Linked DNA regions of Mus musculus: all the other regions are linked to region 2. Evidence: chromatin contacts called from public HiChIP or PLAC-seq and promoter capture Hi-C data. All regions are on one chromosome and are shown on one strand. Each heading gives the region's core, a stretch centred on a gene start, on an enhancer-like site or on the middle of the called end of the contact. The rest is flanking DNA. Distances are from core to core; before and after follow the strand shown. Region 1 holds the start of Vamp5 (vesicle-associated membrane protein 5). Region 2 holds the start of Ptcd3 (pentatricopeptide repeat domain 3). Region 3 holds the start of Ggcx (gamma-glutamyl carboxylase).

The links. Promoter capture Hi-C pulls out the DNA fragments that hold promoters and counts their contacts. HiChIP or PLAC-seq counts read pairs in DNA pulled down with a chosen protein or histone mark.
Region 1: a contact with region 2 is called in an H3K27ac HiChIP or PLAC-seq map of microglia, with 6 times the contacts expected there. The contact joins the promoter of Vamp5 here to the promoter of Ptcd3 in region 2. A contact is called at or near these places in 9 of 39 promoter capture datasets (the 3T3-L1 cell line, the C10 cell line, the HPC-7 cell line and 3 more), 1 of 484 Hi-C or Micro-C datasets (CD4 T cells), 6 of 115 datasets of contacts at active chromatin or transcription factors (acute myeloid leukemia, bone marrow-derived macrophages, microglia and 3 more) and 4 of 9 other capture datasets (adipose tissue, liver, macrophages and 1 more).
Region 3: a promoter capture Hi-C map of erythroid cells shows a contact between it and region 2, with 3 times the contacts expected there. The contact joins the promoter of Ggcx here to the promoter of Ptcd3 in region 2. A contact is called at or near these places in 2 of 39 promoter capture datasets (embryonic stem cells and erythroid cells), 3 of 115 datasets of contacts at active chromatin or transcription factors (embryonic stem cells, microglia and stem cell-derived neural progenitor cells) and 3 of 9 other capture datasets (embryonic stem cells, liver and pancreatic islet).

Annotation. Positions count from the first base shown.
Region 1 is chr6:72,378,740-72,381,939 of GRCm38.p6, forward strand. It overlaps Vamp5 (vesicle-associated membrane protein 5), which reads right to left and starts at 1,729. Exons shown (of 3, transcript NM_016872.4): 1 at 1,642-1,729. The coding sequence starts at 1,644. Gm52494 (a long non-coding RNA gene) reads left to right here and starts at 543. Exons shown (of 3, transcript XR_003956310.1): 1 at 543-1,034; 2 at 1,158-1,365.
Region 2 is chr6:71,907,496-71,910,919 of GRCm38.p6, forward strand. It overlaps Ptcd3 (pentatricopeptide repeat domain 3), which reads right to left and starts at 1,267. Exons shown (of 24, transcript NM_027275.3): 1 at 1,139-1,267; 2 at 299-351; 3 at 158-194. The coding sequence starts at 1,245. Polr1a (polymerase (RNA) I polypeptide A) reads left to right here and starts at 1,558. Exons shown (of 34, transcript NM_009088.3): 1 at 1,558-1,744. The coding sequence starts at 1,668.
Region 3 is chr6:72,412,856-72,416,181 of GRCm38.p6, forward strand. It overlaps Ggcx (gamma-glutamyl carboxylase), which reads left to right and starts at 1,453. Exons shown (of 15, transcript NM_019802.5): 1 at 1,453-1,594; 2 at 1,817-1,987. The coding sequence starts at 1,552.

The DNA of each region.
Region 1 (3,200 bases), core at 479-2,978, 470 kb after region 2:
CTTTTAAAATGATCTATGGTGCTAGGAAGATGCCTCCATAAATAAATCCCCTGTTGCACAAGTTTGGGGACCAGAGTCTGACTCCCTAGCACCCACATAAAAGCCAGGCAGTCTGCCTGTAATCCTAGGGGCAGGAAGAAGGGGCCGGTCCCAAGGACAAGCTGGCAGCTAGACGAGACAAACTGGTGAGCTCCAGGTTGAACCAGAGATCCCGTCTCCAAAAATAAAGTGGAAAGCTGTTTAATAAGACACCTGACATCAGCCTCTGACTTCCACATGTATCTAAACAGGCATGTGCCCAGACACGTGAACAAGCGTGCATACCACACATGCAAAAAAATATTGCTCATTTCCATCTCTCATTTTCATCTCCTCCATCACTGTTTTGTGCTATTCCAATGGCAAAAAAGAATTTTTTTCTTAAATCATTTTGACTGAATGAGTCCCAGTGAAGAAAAGGGAAAGGAAAGGGAAATCAGTTGGGGGTGGGGGTATATATGGTAGTCAGAGGGATGGGATGCAGGAGGAAAGAGCTGGAGACAGAAAGGGGGACAAGGGAAGAAGAGATAGATGATGGAGCTGGAGACAGGCTGAAGGGATAAAATTAATGCATCCCCCAGACTCTGAACCCCCAAGGTTCTCCTGAACAGCCAGATAACCTAACCTGGCGCAGCCTTCTTTTCAGAACTTCTCCTCAAGAGCTGAGAGCCAGTTGAAAGACCATCTCTGCCCTGTACTCTCGGAAGTGGGCTCTCAGCTCCAGCCCATTCTCAGAGCCTCCCTCGGTTTCCTGGTGTGGCCTCAAAGCTTAGGGCTACCTTCCTGCCACACTTCCCTTTCCTGCCTCCAGTTCCCTAGAGATGAGGCCATCCAGGCATTGCCACCCCTAGCCAGGCCACATCCATCCCATCTTAGAGTACTAAACTTGCTTCCAGTCTGGCCACCTTCCCAGGAGCCCTGGAAGGTGGGATCCAGGCATCAGTGGTCCCTGACACTTTTGTCTTGGAAATGGCAAGTCTGCAGCAGGAGTGAATGTAGGTGACTCAACTCATGATTATGTTACTAGGTAGAGGTTAGGAAAGAGTCAGCAGGCTGGGTCACAGGGATAACTTCATGGAACTTTTATAGTAAACAACTTATTTTCTCTTTTCCCCCAGGGAAGTGTTTATCTGTCAGCACGTCAGCACGGGGCCTCTACCAGGCATCTGCTCAGGTTTCCAACCCTTGGGCCAGCTCTGGCTCCTCTTAGCCTGGGGAAGAGCTGGAGAGGTCATCGCATTACCTACCACTTCTCAGCAAAGGGTTCTGAGTGCCTGGCAGCAGCGACCATAAACATCTTCTTTAACCTCTCAAGGACCCACCAAGGTAAGTATTGCTGCCCCTACTTCACTGCGCGGAAAAGGAGGCTCGTGGAGGTTAAGTAACTTGCCCGGTATTGCCGGGAGCTGATAACTGCTCCAGGAGCGTGGGAAGCTGTAGCACCGCTCACTCTGCCCCGACGGGGCGCACTCCGAAGTCTCCCTCCCCGGTTGCCTGCAAAGTTGGGGACTAGTCCGTGCGACCAGCGTGACCTATGCCCCTGGGGTTCAGAATCCTGCTTTTTGCCCCTGCACAATCGCCCTCTGCCCCTGCCCGTCTCACCATTGCCTCCGCAGCCGCCGCCGCTGCCTGCTCGCCGGCTCCGATTCCTCTGCCCCGAGCGGCCTCAGTGCCCGCGGCCCGGGAGGAAGCCGTGGGGCGGGGCGGGCCCGCAGCCCAAGAGGGAGGGGGGCGCGCCTTCTCAGAGGTGCCCGTCCCGGGCAAACCGAAAGCGGTGACAGGACCCGTGGGGCGCCTCCTACCGGGCCACAGGCGTCCGATTTCCGATGACACCCCAGCCTGGTGAATTGGGGACCGATGTCTCTTGGATCTGGGGCTGCATCAGGAGTTAGCCCAGGAGGCGTCATTCCGTCATGCAAAAAGCATCTGTGGGAGCTATGTGCTGGAGCTGACATGAACAAGCCAGAAGTATTTGCCACCTTGGTGAGTGCGTCTCACCCGAAATTAAAAACACACCAACCACTCCAAAGTTCTGATTATTTACAGACGGAACAGGCAGTATTCTGAATACATTGTATGTCACCGAGTTATACCCTTAAAAATGGTAAGCTAGGGCTGGTGAGATGGCTCAGTGGGTAAGAGCACCCGACTGCTCTTCCGAAGGTCCGGAGTTCAAATCCCAGCAACCACATGGTGGCTCACAACCATCTGTAACAAGATCTGACGCCCTCTTCTGGAGTGTCTGAAGACAGCTACAGTGTACTTACATATAATAAATAAATAAATCTTTTTAAAAAATGGACTCGCGTTGTGGAAAGAACCAACTCCTGCAAGTTGGCCTCTGATCTCCATACATTGGGGGAGGAAGATTTTTAAAATGCTAAAGTGTTGCAGACATTTCTGTGAGCTAAAAGTCTCAATGGTGTGTGGATGGATCTCAAGTTTTGAACCAACAAGAGGCAGAAGAGGCAAAGGAGAAGATGGGAGCCAGCTTCCAAAGTGGTACTCAAGCAGAGACCATCTCTTTTGGATAAGAATAAAATACAAACTACACAGACTGTCTTGAAGAGTTTCACAGCATGAGTTTAGGACAGAGTTGCAAGCTGCTGCAAGGAAAACAAACAGGTGTTGCCCAGCCTGAGAACACACACTTTCTCTTAGATTCCTGGTGTGGGCCTTGCGGGATGGTCCTCTAACAGGTGAGGAAGATGGAGTTCTTGACGAAGAGAGATGCCGAGGAAACTGCGGCTTTTCTTGCAGAACTGGGAACTGAGAAGTCCTTTCCTTAATCTCATTGGCCCGTCCCAGCCTCAGGCCAACTTCAAGGTTAAAATGAGGTTGTTTGTAAAGAACTGTGCAAAAGGTGCAGAAAGCCTGAAGACTTGTAAAGGATACGCTGTGCTCTGAATTCCACAAAAAGCTCACGGAGGAATATATTAAGTGGTGCTGTTTTATGTGCTTAATCGAAGGCTAAAATGTGAGACCGCAGAGACGGCTCAGCAGTTAAGAGTCCTGGCTGCCCCTCCAGAGGACTGAGGTTTAATTGTCAGCACCTACATGCCAGCTCACTACATGCCAGCTCACTACATGCCAGCTCACTACATGCCAGCTCACTGCGGTCTGTTAACTCCAGCTCCGGGGGATCCGATGCCCTGTTCTGG
Region 2 (3,424 bases), core at 17-2,516:
AAATTAAATGTATAGTTTACACATAAAATTATATAACAAGACTTAAAAAATAACAGCTAACATGGTATTTGTCTATGTGCTAGGCACTATTTAAATCCTTATGTTTTATTTACAGTAAATACCCAATCACCTGGTAAGTGAATAGCAAAATACTCACCATGTTTTCTTTTTTGGAATGACTATTTCTTCAATCCCTTATGTAGAAAAAAAAATAAAAATAAACAATTTTCTAACAACACAAAGAAATACAATGTCTTTTCATTTTTAAAAACTTCTATTTCCATAGTTTTAAAAATACCTGTTATATCTGATCCTTCAACCTTTGGGAGGGATTCAGTTCCAGCATAAAATCTGCATTAAAAACAAAACAACAAAAATCCCACTGTTAGCACTGCTCCCTGATGGCCTCAGCTCAGCTCCTACCGCTAGCTCTGCTGACTCAGCTCCACCCGCATGCACACATTCTGAGCCACATTTATAGAGGCATTTAGATGTAGTGTAAACTTGTAACCCAGTTTTATTTATTTTTTTGTATTGGTCCAAAGACATCGTATGAGCTAATTATCCACTCTACAACTGACTTAAAACCACCTCCTATTTCCACCAGGCCACTGCATGAAGGATGTACAAAGAAATTACATAAGTATTTGCAACACCACCAGATGGAAAGAATGGGGTCAGACGTTTTAAGGCTTTCTGCTTTTACTAAAGTCTTAGCTTATTCTTAGCTGAAGGTTCTCATAACGTTCAGTCCATACTGGTAATATTAGCCTGCCCTTTATTTGTGAAAGATCTGTTACTTTGCCCTTTCTTTTTTGCAGGGTTAAAATGAATAAGGGGGGGGGGTGATAAAGAAATTTGTGTAGGGGCTTGTAGCGGCACTCACGGAAATGTAAACTTCACGAGAACAGGGCCCTAGTTTAAAGGGTAATTTTGGCTATACATAGTATTGCAACCAACCAATAAAAATTTTCCGAAAGAATTCCCGAACTCGCAGATCTAAAGATCACTAAATACGACGCTACCTCGTGTTACCCTTGAGAGGGCCGGGCCTCGACCATACAAATGCCTTTGCATCTTACCTACTTTCACGACTCTCAGGGAAATGCAAGACCAAAATGACTCTGGGTCTTCTTACCTGCAACAGACCTTCGGTTCACACACACCCGTCCCCCGAGTGGTCTGCAGCAAGACAAGCCCGCTGCGAAAGGACAGGCGGCGAGCTGCAACCGCCGCCGCCGCCATCTTTGGACTCTTCGCGGAGCACGTCGGGAACGACCTCCGCCTCCAGGGTCGAGGGGCGGGGCTGGCGTGGAACGTCTCATCTCCAAACGGGTGGTCACAAGGTCCTGTTTGGCTAGACTAGCAGCGGAACGCTCAGTACACATCGTTCACCTCGAATAAACTTACTTGAAATGCTGTTCTAAAGTCTCCTGTGTAATTTTGCTTTTAAACTGAAGGAGGGTTTTGAGACAGTTTTCTTCCACTCCTTACCCACCCCGAAAGCAAAAATGAACTCGTCCAAGCCAATTTGCCAAGCCGCGGTTCTCGCACGCAAGCGCAGTGGAAAAACACATGGTGGCTCTGCGCTACAAGACTCAAGTGGCGTTCTCTGCGGCTGACTGGAACTTCTCTCGTAGTGACGGACCTCAAAACTGACTCGGAAGATGCTGGCCTCCAAGCACACACCATGGAGGCGGCTTCAGGGCATTTCCTTCGGAATGTATTCGGCCGAAGAGCTCAAGTAAGGAGTTAGTGGGATGCGTGTAGAACAGGGTTGTGGAAGTTGGAGCTGGGAACTACGATTCCCAGAAGGCTTTGAGCCGAGCCAGTCCGGGGGCGGCGGGGTCGGGGTGGGGGGTGGGGGGCTGGCTGCCTAGTGCTTGCTTGCTGGTAATGGGAAGGAATGCGCTTGCTGCATTTTCATCTGTTCATCTTCCTCATTAATCAACTAGTTTTATGTCATTTATAATCACATTACATCACACGCTTATCAACTTCCTAATTAGTCTCCTCTGGTCCAAGCGATGATGAACTTTTAAATCTTGGATCAAGACCCTGGCTATGAAGTCCTGGGGACTCTTCTCTAATGCTTTTTGATCACGATAGCATACACGCTTCTTAGACTCCCATTAATAACTCAACATGCATTAAAAACTCCCAGCATTGCCGGGCAGTGGTGGCGCACGCCTTTAATCCCAGCACTTGGGAGGCAGAGGCAGGCGAATTTCTGAGTTCGAGGCCAGCCTGGTCTACAGAGTGAGTTCCAGGACAGCCAGGACTACACAGAGAAACCCTGTCTTGAAAAAACAAACAAAACAAAACAAACCCTCCCAGCATTCAGGAGACAGAGGCAGGAGGATCTCTGTGGGTTCGAGGCCAATCTGGTCTTACAGAGTCAGTTCCAGAGCTTCGTGGACACAGAAAACCCGTCTCGAAAAATAAAAAAACAAACAAACAAAAAGGTAGACCACACTGGTAACATCAGCACTACCCCCTCTAGGACACATCTTGCCATTGCAATCTCCATATGTAATCAGTCAGTCTTCATTTCCCTGCCCCTGCCGCATGGTAACCACCTGTCTACTTTCTATTTCAGTTATTCTGACTGTTCAGGCCCCTATTCAAGTAAAAGGAGTCAGTCAGCCCCGACTTCTTGTAACTGGCCAATGCATTTAGCATACTGTCCTCAAAATTATAGATAAATAGATCAGAACTTCCTTCCTTTTTAGGGTTAAGTAAATAGAACATGATATAGATAGATAGATAGATAGATAGATAGATAAATAGATCAGAACTTCCTTCCTTTTTAGGGTTAAGTAAATAGAACATGATATAGATAGATAGATAGATAGATAGATAGATAGATGTGTGTGTGTGTGCGCGCGCGCGTACATGCCGATTCATCAGCTCATCTGCTGATGGACATTTGGGCTATTTCCAATTTTTGGCAATTGTGAATGAGGCTTCTATTAAAGTGTGTACACACCCAGACTCAGAATTCCTGGTTTAGACATTAATGCCATTTTTAACCTTTTGAGGAAGTTAATTCAGTTTTTCATAATTTCAGCACCATCGTATGTTCCCATCAATCATACATAAAGACTCCCTCTTCTCCAAGTCCTTTCTAGCTGTGTGTTTGGTTTGTGTGTTTGTTTTGATCATACACTGATGGGTTATGGTATCTCACTGTGGTTTTGACTTGCAATGATTTGAAGAATGCACACATCTTTTCATATGTTTTTGAGCTTTTGTGAATATTCAGTGGCACTATGAATATTTAAGTCCTTCACCGCCTGTGGTTTTTAGGAACAGCAAGGGGCCAAGGTGACTGGAATAAAGTGAGGTAGAGACCAGGAACCCCCACCCCCAACCCCCATGTCATTTTAAGGGCATAGCCTTTACTCCGAAGGAGATGGAAGGC
Region 3 (3,326 bases), core at 203-2,702, 510 kb after region 2:
TGCTGAAAGGACCCAGATATAGCTGTCTCTTGTGAGACTATGCCAGGGCCTAGCAAACACAGAAGTGGATGCTCACAGTCAGCTATTGAATGGACCACAGGGCCCCCAATGGAGGAATTAGAGAAAGCACCCAAGGAACTAAAGGGAACTGCAACCCTATAGGTGGAACAACAATATGAACTAAGCAGTACCCCGGAGCTCTTGTCTCTAGCTGCATATGTATCAAAAGATGGCCTAGTCGGCCATCACTGCAAAGAGAGGCCCATTGGACTTGCAAACTTTATATGCCCCAGTACAGGGGAACGCCAGGGCCAAAAAGGGGGAGTGGGTGGGTAGGGGATTGGGGGGTGGGGTGGGTATGGGGAACTTTTGGTTTAGCATTGGAAATGTAAATGAGCTAAATACCTAATAAAAAATGGAAAAAAATTATTTATTTTGGGCTGGAGAGATGGCTCAGGGGTTAAGAGTACTGACTGCTCTTCTAAAGGTCCTGAGTTCAATTCCCGGCAACCACATGGTGGCTCACAACCATCCGTAACAAGATCTGGCGCCCTCTTCTGGAGTGTCTGAAGACAGCTACAGTGTAGTTACATATAATAAATAAATAAATCTTTTAAAAAATTATTTATTTTATGTATATAAGTATACTGTAGCTGCCTTCAGACACACCAGAAGAGGGCCTCGGATCCCATTACACATGGTTGTGAGCCACCATGTGGTTGCCGGGAATTGAACTCAGGATCAATGGAAGAGCAATCAGTGCTCTTAAATGCTGAGCCATCTCCCCAGCCCCTTCCAAGTGCGTCTTTAACTCCCCAACCCACATCTGCAGAAAAGTCTACCCTTTTGCACCTCGCGACTTTTTGGGAGGGGGTGCAGGGACGGGATGTTCAAACCTGGAGACTCCTGATGGGGTTCGGGAAGGACTCAATGAAATTAGGAAAGTATAATTCTTAGTTTTTAAATCCTAAAATGTGGGAGACAGAGGCAGAGTGGCAGAAGGATTGCTGGGAGTTCGAGGCTAGTTCGGTCTCAAAAGCAGGCATGGTGGTGAGTGTTTTTATTCCAGCACTCCAAAAGCAGAAGCAGGTGAATTTGAGGCCAGTCTGGTTTACATAAGCGAGAAAACTACAAAAAGAGATCCAATCTAAAAACAGCAAAGCAGGCGTCGAGATTGAAGTTCAAGTATGTGATGGGATAGCTAGTAGTATAGAGAGAGACACTTGTTCTGAAAACTGTCACTCCTTCCTCTCAATGCCAAAGTTAGATTTAGCAAGCGCCTGCGCTGCCCATCCCCAAAGGTCCTCATACCCACCCGGTCTCTGAGCTCAGGGCTCGGCTCAGGATCGCCCCGCCCACACTCCTAGCCCACGCCCCCTATGCTTCAGTGCGGGGCCGGGGGTTCCGGCCTTCACGACAGTGCGGGCGCTTTCCGGCCGTCCGCGCGAGTGCTTACGTGTCGAGGAGGCGGGGCCTAAGACAGCAAGTCTAAGTCTGGAGGTTCCACTGGGTCCGACCTGGCTGCAGAGAGGCTCACCTGTCCCTGCAGTCATGGCTGTGCACCGCGGCTCCGCACTGGTTGCTCCCGCCTCAGGTAGGCTGAGGGTTGGCGAGAGGCACGGTGGTCTTAGTGGGGAAGTGGCTTATTGAGAGAGATGGCGGTCTGTGTTGGAAGATCGTAGGAGAATCTTGGATGACCTGAGACTCAGAAGGTTGCAGGAGCTGGATCAGTGGAAGAACCCAGTGGGTGGAGGTCCTAGACTGTAGGGACTGCGGTTTTCCCACGCACTTTTTGACCCCAGGTCTTGGTTTGTAGATAAAGTACAGAAAAACAAGTCTGCACAGACATCAGGACTGAAACAGGGCAGCCGAATGGAGAAAATTTTAGGGTTTGAATGGACAGATTTATCTAGCTGGCAGAGTGTCGTGACCCTGCTTAACAAACCAACGGACCCTGCAAACCTGGCTGTCTTTCGTTTTCTCTTTGGTAAGTCCATTTTCTGGATGGGGACATTTTGGTTGAGGTGGTGGTGGTAGTGGTGGGAAAATGTCATCTTATTTCTTTTTAAGATTTATCATTATTTTGTTTATGTGTATGTATGTATGTGTTAGTTTGCTTTCTATTACTCTGATAAAAACACCATGATGAAAAGCAACCTGGAAAAGCATGAGTTCATTTCAGCTTACAGTTGTAGTCCATCTCGGAGAGAAGTCAGGGCAGGAATCTGGAGACCAGAACTGAAGAAGAGGCCATGGAGGAACCTTGTAGATGCTGGCTGGCTCCTCGTGGTTTGTTCAACCTGCTTTCTTCTACCAGTAGGGATCACCTGCCCAGGGTGGCACCATCCACAGTAGGCTGTGCCCTCTCACATAAATGCTTACGGGCCAATTTCTTCGAGGTATTTCCTTAGTTGAGGTCCTCTAGCTTGTTTTTAGGTGACGAAGATTAACCAGGGCAGTGTCTGTGTGATTGTAGGCCAGGCGTGTGCTTGCTTGTAGAAGCCAGAAGAGGGAGTTGGACCCCTTGGAGCTGGAGTTAAAGGTAGTTGCTGCCTGATATGGGTGATGGGGACTGAACTCTGTTCCTTTGGAAGATCAGTTGCAGGCTGGAGAGATGGCTCAGAGGTTAAGAGAGCATTGACTGCTCTTCCAGAAGTCTTGAGTTCAATTCCCAGCAACCACATGGTGGCTCACAACCATCTGTAATGGGATCCGATGCCCTCTTGGTGTGTCTGAAGGTAACTACGGTGTACTCATATATATAAGATAAATAAATCTTTTTTAAAAAGAAAAATAAAAAGAAGATTATTTGCATTCTCATAACTGCTGAGCCATTCTCTCCAGCCTAGTTGCCCATCTCTTCTCCTTAGAGCTGAAGGTATTGGAATAATGGAAGAATTCTTTGGAAGTTTGGAATTATCTGGCCTTGTCATCTGCAGTTAGGGTTTAGTGTTTAGAAATGCTTTGGACACATGGAGTAGAGGAACAGCTGCATGCCTGTGTGCATGCAAGAGCATGCTTGCATGTGGTGAGTTTAGGCCAGAGGTCGGTGTCAGCTGTCTTCCTCAGCCACTGTCCATCGTAGTTTTTGAGGTGGGGTTTCTCTCTCCTGAACCTAGAGCTCACCAGTTGAGGTAGACTGGCTGGCCAGCAAGCCCCAGGGGTCAGCCTGTTTCTCAGCCACTGAGATCGGTAGCTACCATGCCAGGCAGGCTTTGGACATGAGTGCTAGTGACCTGAACTCAGCCTCTCACGCTTGCAACAAGGACTTTGATTTTTTTTACCAATGGAGTAATCTCCCCGGCTCTTTTTGGCTTTTGAAATAG